Regions from separate parts of the Mus musculus genome. Here region 1 is linked to region 2. A link is a contact called in public HiChIP or PLAC-seq data. All regions are on one chromosome and are shown on one strand. Each heading gives the region's core, a stretch centred on a gene start, on an enhancer-like site or on the middle of the called end of the contact. The rest is flanking DNA. Distances are from core to core; before and after follow the strand shown. Region 1 has its middle 27 kb from the start of Gm24154. Region 2 overlaps Dkk3 (dickkopf WNT signaling pathway inhibitor 3).

Evidence for each region. HiChIP or PLAC-seq counts read pairs in DNA pulled down with a chosen protein or histone mark.
Region 1: a FOXA1 HiChIP or PLAC-seq map of pancreatic cancer cells shows a contact between it and region 2. The contact joins two enhancer-like sites.

Annotation. Positions count from the first base shown.
Region 1 is chr7:112,642,624-112,647,582 of GRCm38.p6, reverse strand. No RefSeq gene overlaps it. Among named protein-coding and RNA genes, the nearest start is that of Gm24154, 27 kb to the right of the region's middle. Within about 2 kb of position 1,667, at least 59 of the 459 cell types and tissues checked have an H3K27ac peak or open chromatin away from gene starts, as enhancers often do. A contact at or near this core is called in pancreatic cancer cells, where this site is marked.
Region 2 is chr7:112,136,632-112,141,424 of GRCm38.p6, reverse strand. The region is part of intron 4 of Dkk3 (dickkopf WNT signaling pathway inhibitor 3); the gene reads left to right. Among named protein-coding and RNA genes, the nearest start is that of Dkk3, 20 kb to the left of the region's middle. Within about 2 kb of position 3,019, at least 58 of the 459 cell types and tissues checked have an H3K27ac peak or open chromatin away from gene starts, as enhancers often do. A contact at or near this core is called in pancreatic cancer cells, where this site is marked.

The DNA.
Region 1 (4,959 bases), core at 418-2,917, 510 kb before region 2:
CAAGGCCCTCATTGTAGCGCTGAGGTTTTCTGGATGGTGAGGAACAAGAGCAGGAAGGGACATTTCTACACAATGTCCTTCTCCTCTACACTGACATTTTCCAGCTCCAGTTTGGGAATGTAATTGCTCCATAACTTTACTTTATTTTAAATGTTTTGTTGATGCCTGGATAATTCGTCCAACCCACCCCCACTCCCACTCCCGTTTTTGAGGCAGAATACTATATCTTGTATCCCACCCAGACTGCCCTTGAACACACCATGTAGCTGAAGATAGTCTTGAACTCCTGATCCTCCTGCTTCTCCCGGGAAGCAGTTCTGGGAGCACAGAACCCAGGACTTTCTATATGCTACCAAGCACTCTGCCAATGGAGCCTCATCCCCAGCCCTAACTTTGTTCTTCCTTTCTTTTCCCAAGCTGAATTTGACTCTTCTTGACTTTTGCATTTTTAAAATGCATATTTTAAAATGCATATCCTATATGCATTTTAGATCAACTTGTCAATTTCTATTCATAAAACATTGCTGGGGCTGGTGAGATGGCTCAGCAGGTAAGAGCACCCGACTGCTCTTCCGAAGGTCCTGAGTTCAAATCCCAGCAACCACATGGTGGCTTACAACCATCCCTAACGAGATCTGACTCCCTCTTCTGGTGTGTCTGAAGACAGCTACAGTATACTTACATATAATAAATAAATAAATCTAAAAAAAAACATTGCTGACACAAAATTTATCAGGATTACACATAGCTTATAGATAGATTTGGAGAAAATTACTGTTCCTTTTTTTATTCATAAACATGGTATATCCCCTCTTATTTACTTAGATTTTTATTTATCTTAGTAGCATATTTTTCTCAGTATAAAAATCTTACATGTCTTGGGGGCTGGAGAGATGGCTCAGTGGTTAAGAGCACTGACTGCTCTTCCACAGGTCCTGAGTTCAATTCCCAGCAACCACATGGTGGCTTATAACCATCTGTAATAGGATCTGATGGATCTGACGCCCTCTTCTGGTGTGTCTGAAGACAGCAACAGTGTACTCATATAAATACATACATACATACATACATACATAAATCTTTTAAAAAATCTTACATGTCTCATTGCTATATATTTGATATACTTTTTTATTTTGTTTTTTGTTTTTTTTTTCTTTTGTGGTTTGGTTGGTTGGTTGTGGGGGTTGGGTTTTTTGCTTTTTTTTTTTTTTTTTTTTTTTGAGACAGGATTTTTCTGTGTAGCCTTGACTGTCCTGGAACTCACTACATAGACCAGGCTGGCTTTGAACTCAGGCATCCTTCTTGTCTTCTGAGTGCTGGGATTAAAGTCATACCTGGCTATTTGGTATTTTTTATATTACTTTTGCTATGGTTAAAAAAATAAAATGGCTCCTAAGGGTTGGGTGTGGTGGCTCAGGCCTTTAATCCCAGCACTTTGGAGGCAGAGGCAGGCTCCAGGCATCAGTTAACACCTGGATCTCTCTGCACCTGCAGATACATCATTGAAGTTTTCAGTTACATGACTCAATAAACACTTCTGTTGGCTTTAGTATTTTGAGTTCTGTTTACTTAGCAGCAATTGAATCTTACATGGATAATTAACAATAGTGAGAACGGAAAAGCACTCACTAGATCCACCTTCTATGGCTGCAGTTATGTTGTCTGAGTTTTAGTCATTATGAGTCATGTAATTCCTGGGGTTGGTTGAGAGGGTGGAAGGGAGGGAGATGCTGGGTAAATGGAAGGACCCAGGTTTTTAAAGAGGAACCCTGGCTTTCAAAAGAAGAATAAAAGCATCAAGAAGCAACTCTGAGCCTCAGAGCCGAGTTAAAGAGAGGGGACTGTTGCATAGGTCTCTTTATTGGAGGAGTGGAGACCCCTCACTCAGAGCTTCTGAGTGGTCTGGAAGGACATGGAGGGGCTAGGCTTGGTGGCAAGTGCTTTACCCACTGAGACATCTTGGTGGCCTCTATTTTTAATCTAAAAAATGTATTAACAAGCCCTTTATATAACTGAGATTTTTTTTTAAGATTTTTTTTTTTTTTTTTTGGTTTAGGTGTGTGTGTGTGTGTGTGTGTGTGTGTGTGTATGTGTGAGCTGGCCATACACATGTGTATAGGTGCCCACAGAGGCCAGCAGAGGGCATTAGATGCCTGGAGCTGGTGATAGGCTGTTGTAAGCTGCCCCATCTGGGTGCTGGGGATTAAACTTAGGTCCTCTAGAAAAGCGGCAAGCATTTAACCAGTTAGTCATCTCTCCAGCTCTAATGTCAATGTGATGCTGTTTCGCTGAACAAAATGGAAAGGAGCCAATAAATGCTTTCCTAAGCCTTCATTTGGTGAGGTACATCTAGGTTCTCATGACTGGGAAAAATCTGGACTGACTTTAACTCTGTGTGTAGGAAACGGGTCTGTACGAGAAGACCACCAGGGAAAACCCAGCCAGGTCATGTGGAAATATGCGAATGTTCCTTTGCCCATTTGTTTCAACTGTTTTTCCCTCTCCACAACATTCTCCAAATGCTGGTCTATTTAGCATAATCACAATCATTTTAGGTGCTAACCTAAGACAATGTCAAGACCCGCCTCCAGCCCTCCATTCCCGCCAGCTCCTGGGACGACTCCCCCTAGTGGCTGCTCTGAAGACACATGCAGCGCCAACTGGGTCAGGACATCACCTAGGCTCTGATGGAGGAGAGGGGGCCAAGAACACTGGGTGGCAGCCACCCATATTTCCTAAACCTAAGTAGAACAAACACTTCACAGAACGTTCCCAGTCCGTGATGCAATCCTTCCCCAGGGGAAAACACTCCTCTCTGCTTGGGTGATTCCAGGGCCTGGAAGATAAACAGTGGGGGATGGGGGACAGAAACCCAGAACCTCCAGAGGAAAGGGTTGATGAATGGGGCTGAGGGGGCCAAAGACTTTTCTGATCCTACTCAATCTTAAGTCGTAATCCACCTGAGCAGCAGTTATGGGGCCACAGTGTTCCTAGACCGCTTGCTGAAGGAACGTTCTGGAACAGTCTGGACCTGTCCCCAGAAGGCTGGCTTTGAGCTCAGTGAGCCTGTGCCTATATCTGGGTCAGGCATTCACACAAGTCCTAGAGTTTCAGAACCCATTCTTTAAGGTTTGCACAGGTTTGCGAGGAAGGCTGTTCTGAGTGCTAGCGGTTACATCCTGAAAGCTGGACTGTCTTGATCCTGGGGTTAGGGAAAGGGAGACAGGCGTACACTGAGCCAGCACATCCTGCCAAGGATGGAGCAAGCACATGGACAAGTTGGCATGGGCGATCCCTAGGTCTCCGAAATTAAAAGCCTCTCTTGCTCTGATCACGGCAATTATTTGTCACCTACAGACATTGTCAATCATGGAAGTTCTTACCCACAGCTTTGCTGTTTCTTCTGCCTCAGCCCTTGTCCTTTGAGCTCTCCCTGACACTTGCCTGGTGGTTTGCTCTGCAAGCCTTCTTTTTATCTAAGAACCACTGCCAAGCCACAGTTTCCTGTGTTTTGTCTGATCATCCAGGCAAGAAAGTACTGTCTGTGGGCCATATCTGTCACTCAGGGCCATAATTACTCCTAGACTCTTTGGATGCTGCCTGAACATCTCTCAGAAATACCACAACTTTCCTGTTCTTTCTTTCTTTTGATGGAGCTACATAGAGACAAATAGCATTATTGGAAACCTGTCAAGTACTGCATACTGAACCTATGCAGGAATGCCGCTATGTAAATGTACTTTGCTCCAGGCAGACCCTTAGTGCACAGCAGGGAAATTCAGGATGGAGAGGGCAAGTGACTGTAATCTGTTGAGGTCACATCACTGAGATACCAGGCAGGACAGGAGCCCAATTTGTCTCATCACCGGTCAGCCATTTGTCTCCTATATTATATTTCTTTCCTATTTAAAAAGGCCTTTTCAGGCTGGAAAGATGGCTCAGTGGTTAAGAGCAGTGACTGCTCTTCCAGAGATCCTGAGTTCAATTCCCAGCAACCACATGGTGGCTTGCAAACATCTGTAATGGGATTTGATGCATCTTTTGGTGTGTCTAAAGACAACTACACTGTACTCATATAAATAAAATAAATAAATCTTTAAAACAATGAAAATATATAAATAAGGCCTTTTCAGGCTCGGTGTAGTGGCACACACCTTTAATCCCAGCTCTTGGTAAGTAGAGGTAGGCATATCTAGTTTGAGGCTAGGCTGGCCTCAAACTAGGCCAGCCAAGGGTACACAACAGCACCCAATCTTTTTATTTATTTATTTATTTATTTATTTATTTATTTATTTATTTATTTACAGTACTATATCTTAACAAACAAACAACCTACCAAATTTACCATATGCACGTAGGCCTCCTTCTGGGCTACCAGTTTTGCTCTCTGGCTTACAGCAGCATCCTGACCTGGCTGTTGTAGCAGGAAGGCATGGATGCTTGCTCACATCTTAATGGACCAGAAAAGCAGAGAGAGCAAATTCTGGGGCTCATCTGTACTTCCCTTCCTTTACTCATTCTGGGCTCCAAGTGCATGAGTTAATGTCACCCATGGTTAGAGTAGGTCTTCCTTCTTCACTTAAAGGTGTCTGGAAATGCCTTCACAGACACACACCAAAAGATGTATCCCCTAGGTGACTCTGAGTCCAGCTCAGTTTGCAGCAAAGATGCCGAAACATCACAATGATTTTGAACATGTCTTGCATCCTCTGATGTAATCTATGTTTTTGAGTATCTATTTTACGCATAGGTAGGTATGCTTGAGTGTATGTATGTGTGCCGCATGCTTGAAGAAGCCTGTGGAGGTCAGAAAAAGGTATCAGATCCCCCGGAGCTGGTGTTGCAGATGGTTGCGAGCTGTCATTTGAATACTGGGAACCAAAAGCAGATCTTTTGCAAGAGCAGTAAGTGCTCTTAAGGACTGAGCCATTTCTCCAGCCCCTGTGTAATCTCTGTTGA
Region 2 (4,793 bases), core at 1,770-4,269:
ATCCAACTCCTTCTTCTGGCTTTCTATGGGTACCTGCACACATGTGGCATACACATAAAATAAAAATAATCTTTAAAGTCAGCCTCAAAGACCTGGTAGACTATGCATAATTCCTGTATAGACAAGTTTGCTGTGTGAACCTGGAGGTCAGCCTCTTAGGTAAAGGTTGAACGTACCTAGTGTCAGGAGAGGACCTGCAGAATTTCCCACCTGAGTATTGTCCTCAAAATGTCAGCAATTTCTCAGGCTTGTTTCTGGGCAGCCTTGGCTATACGGAGTGTCTCAGTTTGTGGTCCTCAGGGAGGATCAAGCAGAAGGAAGAGCTTGTCTGTGGTGTGCGCAAGCTCAAAGGGGTGGCCACTGAGCAGAAATTGAAGCAAACAGAGTCTTCTGAAGTTCAGCTCACTCTGCCAGCTCTCTCAATGTCAGAGAAAGGTCAGATTTGCATTGCAGGCTGTCCCATGGAGAGAGGGGGGTGTTGGGGGACAGATAAGGAGCTGGGAAGTCCCAGCAAGGCCCATCCCTGTGCTCAGTCTGTGTGAACTCATGGGCTGAGTCACATAGGGGAGGAGGTGATGGCAGCTTAGAGACTGTGGCCTCCACCTCTGAAATCAGCAAGCCCTCCTTCCCTCTACCCTGCGTCCCTATTCCTCCCCTTCCCATGGGTGTTTAGATGCTCCTAGCAGAAGTTCTTTAGCAAGTTAATTAAGAGCTGGTCACACACCTATTAGCTGTGTGACTTTGATTAGTGTTTTAATGATTTTGTGTCTTAATTTCCCCTTAGGTTAAAGTGAGTCTCTCACATTTCCTTCTAGCTAGGAATGGTTATTTCAGCATTCAGCAGGTAGAAGCAAGAGGATCATGAGTTTAGGGTTATCCTTGGCTACACAGTAAGTTTAAGACTAGCCTAAGCTACATGAGACCCTGTTATTATATTTTGACTATCTCCAATCCATGCGCTAGTCACTTATCTCATTCACTACTCATTCACTAGCATTTCCTCCTGCTGGCCTATTGTATTACAGGCAGGTAAGTGTAAAAGAGTCTAACATCAAAGGGACCCAGGTCCAACCAACCAGCCAACCAACCAATCAACCGACCAACCAGCTAACCAATCAACCGACCAACCAGCCAACCAACCAACCAATCAACCAGCCAACCAGCCAACCAATCAACCAAATAAGTAATTACAATATGAGTGCATAGTTTATTTCTTTTTTAGGATTTAATGTGTGTGTGTGTGTGTGTGTGTGTGTGTGTGTGTGTGTATTTGTGTTTATATGCACGTGAGTGAAAGGAGGCCTGAAAAGGGTGTCAGTTCCCCTGGAGCTGTTATAGGCAGTTATGAACTACCTGGTATGGGTTCAGGGGATGGAACTCAGATCTTCTGGAAGAGCAGTATATGGTCTTCACCACTGAGACACCTCTCCAGCCCAATTTCTTTCACTGTGACACAGGGTCTTGCTATGGCTGTCATAGCCAAGTCTGGTCCTAGACTCCTGCCTCAGCCTCTCAAGTATATGGGTGTATACCACATGGTTTCTGAGGCAGAGACTGAACTAAGTAGAGCAGCCTGAGAGGAATTTGTTGGGTGGGTTGGTAGGGAATCTGCTTGCTCTGTAAGCCAAGACACTAACTGCCCCGTTGTTCTAGACTTTAGGGTATTGAAGATGTGGGAGGGAGGCAAGGTCTCTCTCTATCAGAAGGTGATGTGCTCCAGCACCAAAGCTTTTATTCTTTATGTTTCCAGGTCCTCAGGCATAAGGTGCAACAGGTAGCATTTCCCCAATGTGTGCATGCAGCTTAGGGAGCCAGACGGTAGGTTCACACTGCTTCTGTGCAGCTGCCATCAAAGCCTTCGTCTAGCCGGGCGTGGTGGCACACGCCTTTAATCCCAGCACTCGGGAGGCAGAGGCAGGCAAATTTTTGAGTTTGAGGCCAGCTTGGTCTACAAAGTGAGCTCCAGGACAGCCAGGGCTATACAGAGAAACCCTGTCTTGAGAAAACAAACAAACAAACAAACAAACAAAAAACAGAAAAAACAAAACAAAGCCTTCCTCTCCCACCCCAGGGTCTTGTGTAAGACAGGAGGGCTTCCTTCTCATCTTGAAAGCAGGGGAGACTCAAGCCCTTTGCATTCTTGATGGGCTTCCTGGAAGAGGCGGCGATTAGGCTGTATTTGCAAGGGTGTCTGAGAATCAGTTGCATGGGGGAGGGGCATTCCTCACTAAAGCATTGTTTGTTCAAAGCCAAGAAGACAAGAGCCTTAAGAACTGCAGAACACTTATTTCGAATGCCAGGCCATGGTAGGAACAGCAGCTGACGCTGGGAAGGGGTGGGGATTGGGTCAGGAGACTTGGAGAACCCAGCCAAGGAGTCAGGAGACATGCTGAATTAGGCATGTTCTGTGTCCACAAGGCTTTATCACTTTCTGTATTCCGTTTATGAGCTATCACATGATTTCCCCAAGCAGGGAGCCAGGAGGACTCGGCTTGGGTGGCAGAGATCATCTCTGAGAATGCAGCTTTGCTCAAGCTCAAAACCCAAGTCCCCGTCAGGCTGTAGAGTCTGTGTCCTGCAAGAGCCTGGCTTTGGGCCTAGAAGTCTGGAACATTTTACTTGAATGTGGAGCATGGGACAGATAACTCACACTGATTGTACCAATAATCTGGTTAGGCCAATGCCATTAGCTGCAGAGATCACAATGAGTTCTGTGACCTCTGCACATGTAGGGGCCAAACAGTGTCTGGTGCAGGCGTGTGGCTGTCTTTCTGCCCGGGGAACTTAGTGCTTCTTCCAGGCACTGACCCAGCGGCCTTTGCATCCTGTTTGTCAGATCTGTGGAGTCTTGCCCTTCTTTGCCCTTGGCGTGGTTCTGAAAACCACAAAGCTGTAGGCCCATCTTGTTTTGTTTTTAAAATAATATCACAAATGTAATAGAAGCAGGGTCTGCCATTCTCCCCATGGCTGGCCCCTCATTCGGTCACCGTGACTCAGATGTGATCAGATTAAGGAGCCCCTCCCCAAACCCAGCCACTTTCGAGCCAGGGTAAATACAAGCTGTGGAGAAATGACTAAGAGTTCCATAATACCTAGTGATTATGACGACAGCGAAGAGTCGACACAGTGAAAGCTAACATCGACTACTGTGTGCCAGGTACCTTGTGAGAGGTTTCTAGTACCCCTCCCACCATCTGCATGGTAGCCATCCAGGGATGATAATCATTGACCCCCATTTTACAGATGGAATAATGGAAGCACAGAGAAACAATCCAAGCTAGTAGGTGGCAGGACCAATACTAACAGGAGGGATAGAGCTTTGAAGTCTTTACTGACTCCAACAAACATATCTCTTCAGTGGAGTTTTTGTGTATTTGCTTGCTTGCTTGCTTCTATTTTTTAGTGGCCTGATCTCATGCAGCCCAAACTAGTTTCAAACTTGCTATATAGCTGAGGTTAACCTTCAGTTTTTGGCCCTCCGGGGGTAGTGGTGGGGACAAGTGGATCTCAGGTTCTCACTGGCCAGCCAGTCTACCTAAGACGGTATGGTGAGCTGCCGGTTCAGAGAGACACGATCTCAAACAATAATGTGAAGAATAATGAAGAAAGAGAAATGTATGTCAATGTCTGGTCCTCCCACACCATAAAAAAAAAAAAAAAAAAAAACAGACCCAGCTTTCAATTCTTGTGGGTGTGTACTCAGGAGTGGGATTCCCAGCATATGGGATCTTTTCTTTTTTTTTTTAAATATGTATATGGGTGTTTTGCCTACATGTATGTCTATGTGCCAGTCTCCTGCCTGGTGCCTAAGGTGGCTAGATGAGGGCACTGGATCCCCTGGAACTGGAGTTATAGAAGGTTGTAGGCTATTATGTGAATGCTAGGACTCTTACCTGGTTCCTCTAGAAGTGACCTAACCACTAAGCAATCTCTTCAGCCTCTCACAGGACTTTTTGGTTTGGGGTTTGTTGAAAGGCTGCAATATAACCTCCCACAGTGACTTTTGGTTTCAGAACCTGTGTCTGCCACAAGTATATATTCCCCCTCTCAAATCTCATCATTGTAGGCACTGCGAGATACACACACTGGGGCAGGAGGATTTCAAGTTTGAAGCCAATTGTGGGTATGTAGCAAACCCTGTCTCAAAAAGAAACAACATAAAAGCCAAACCCCAAATAACTCCTGGTCTCTCGTGTCCTCGGATGAGGCAATACTTTCCCTGTTCTGATTCCAGAAGTCGCCTCTGCAGCGTGGCAGCCCCTGCCTTGGGGCTTATATACGTATAAGACCCAGAAGAAAACTTATATACTTCTTCTAGCCAGCACTACTGGCCCCACATTCTCAGCCCGGACTGGGGTCTCCAGTTAGTGTGTGCAAAGCTACCCATGGTTATCTTTGAGTCCCAGAGGCTTCTTGGGAGATAGGTCCAAACGGAACCAATGGAGGCCCAGGTCATGTCTGCTCTTCCTTCAGAGTGGGGTGCAGGGTCAGTGGAAGGGAATGGCTGGGATGGGGTGAGCAGGGCAGAGGCCATGTTAACACCTTTGAGGAATGACAGGGGGCCACAGTTGGACAAGCAGAGCTGGTGCCCCACATGAGGCAGAATGCTGCTTCTCTGGTCACCTCCCCAGCAAGGGCCGGAAATGATGAATGGAGATAAAGCCACAGACCTCACCACTCTCTCTAGACCTGCTGTCACTTCTGCATCACAGAGTAGGAATAAGACACTGGGGTGCATTGCAGAATAGCACAGTACAGTAGGATTTGGAACATGGACGACTGTGGTCAGAAGC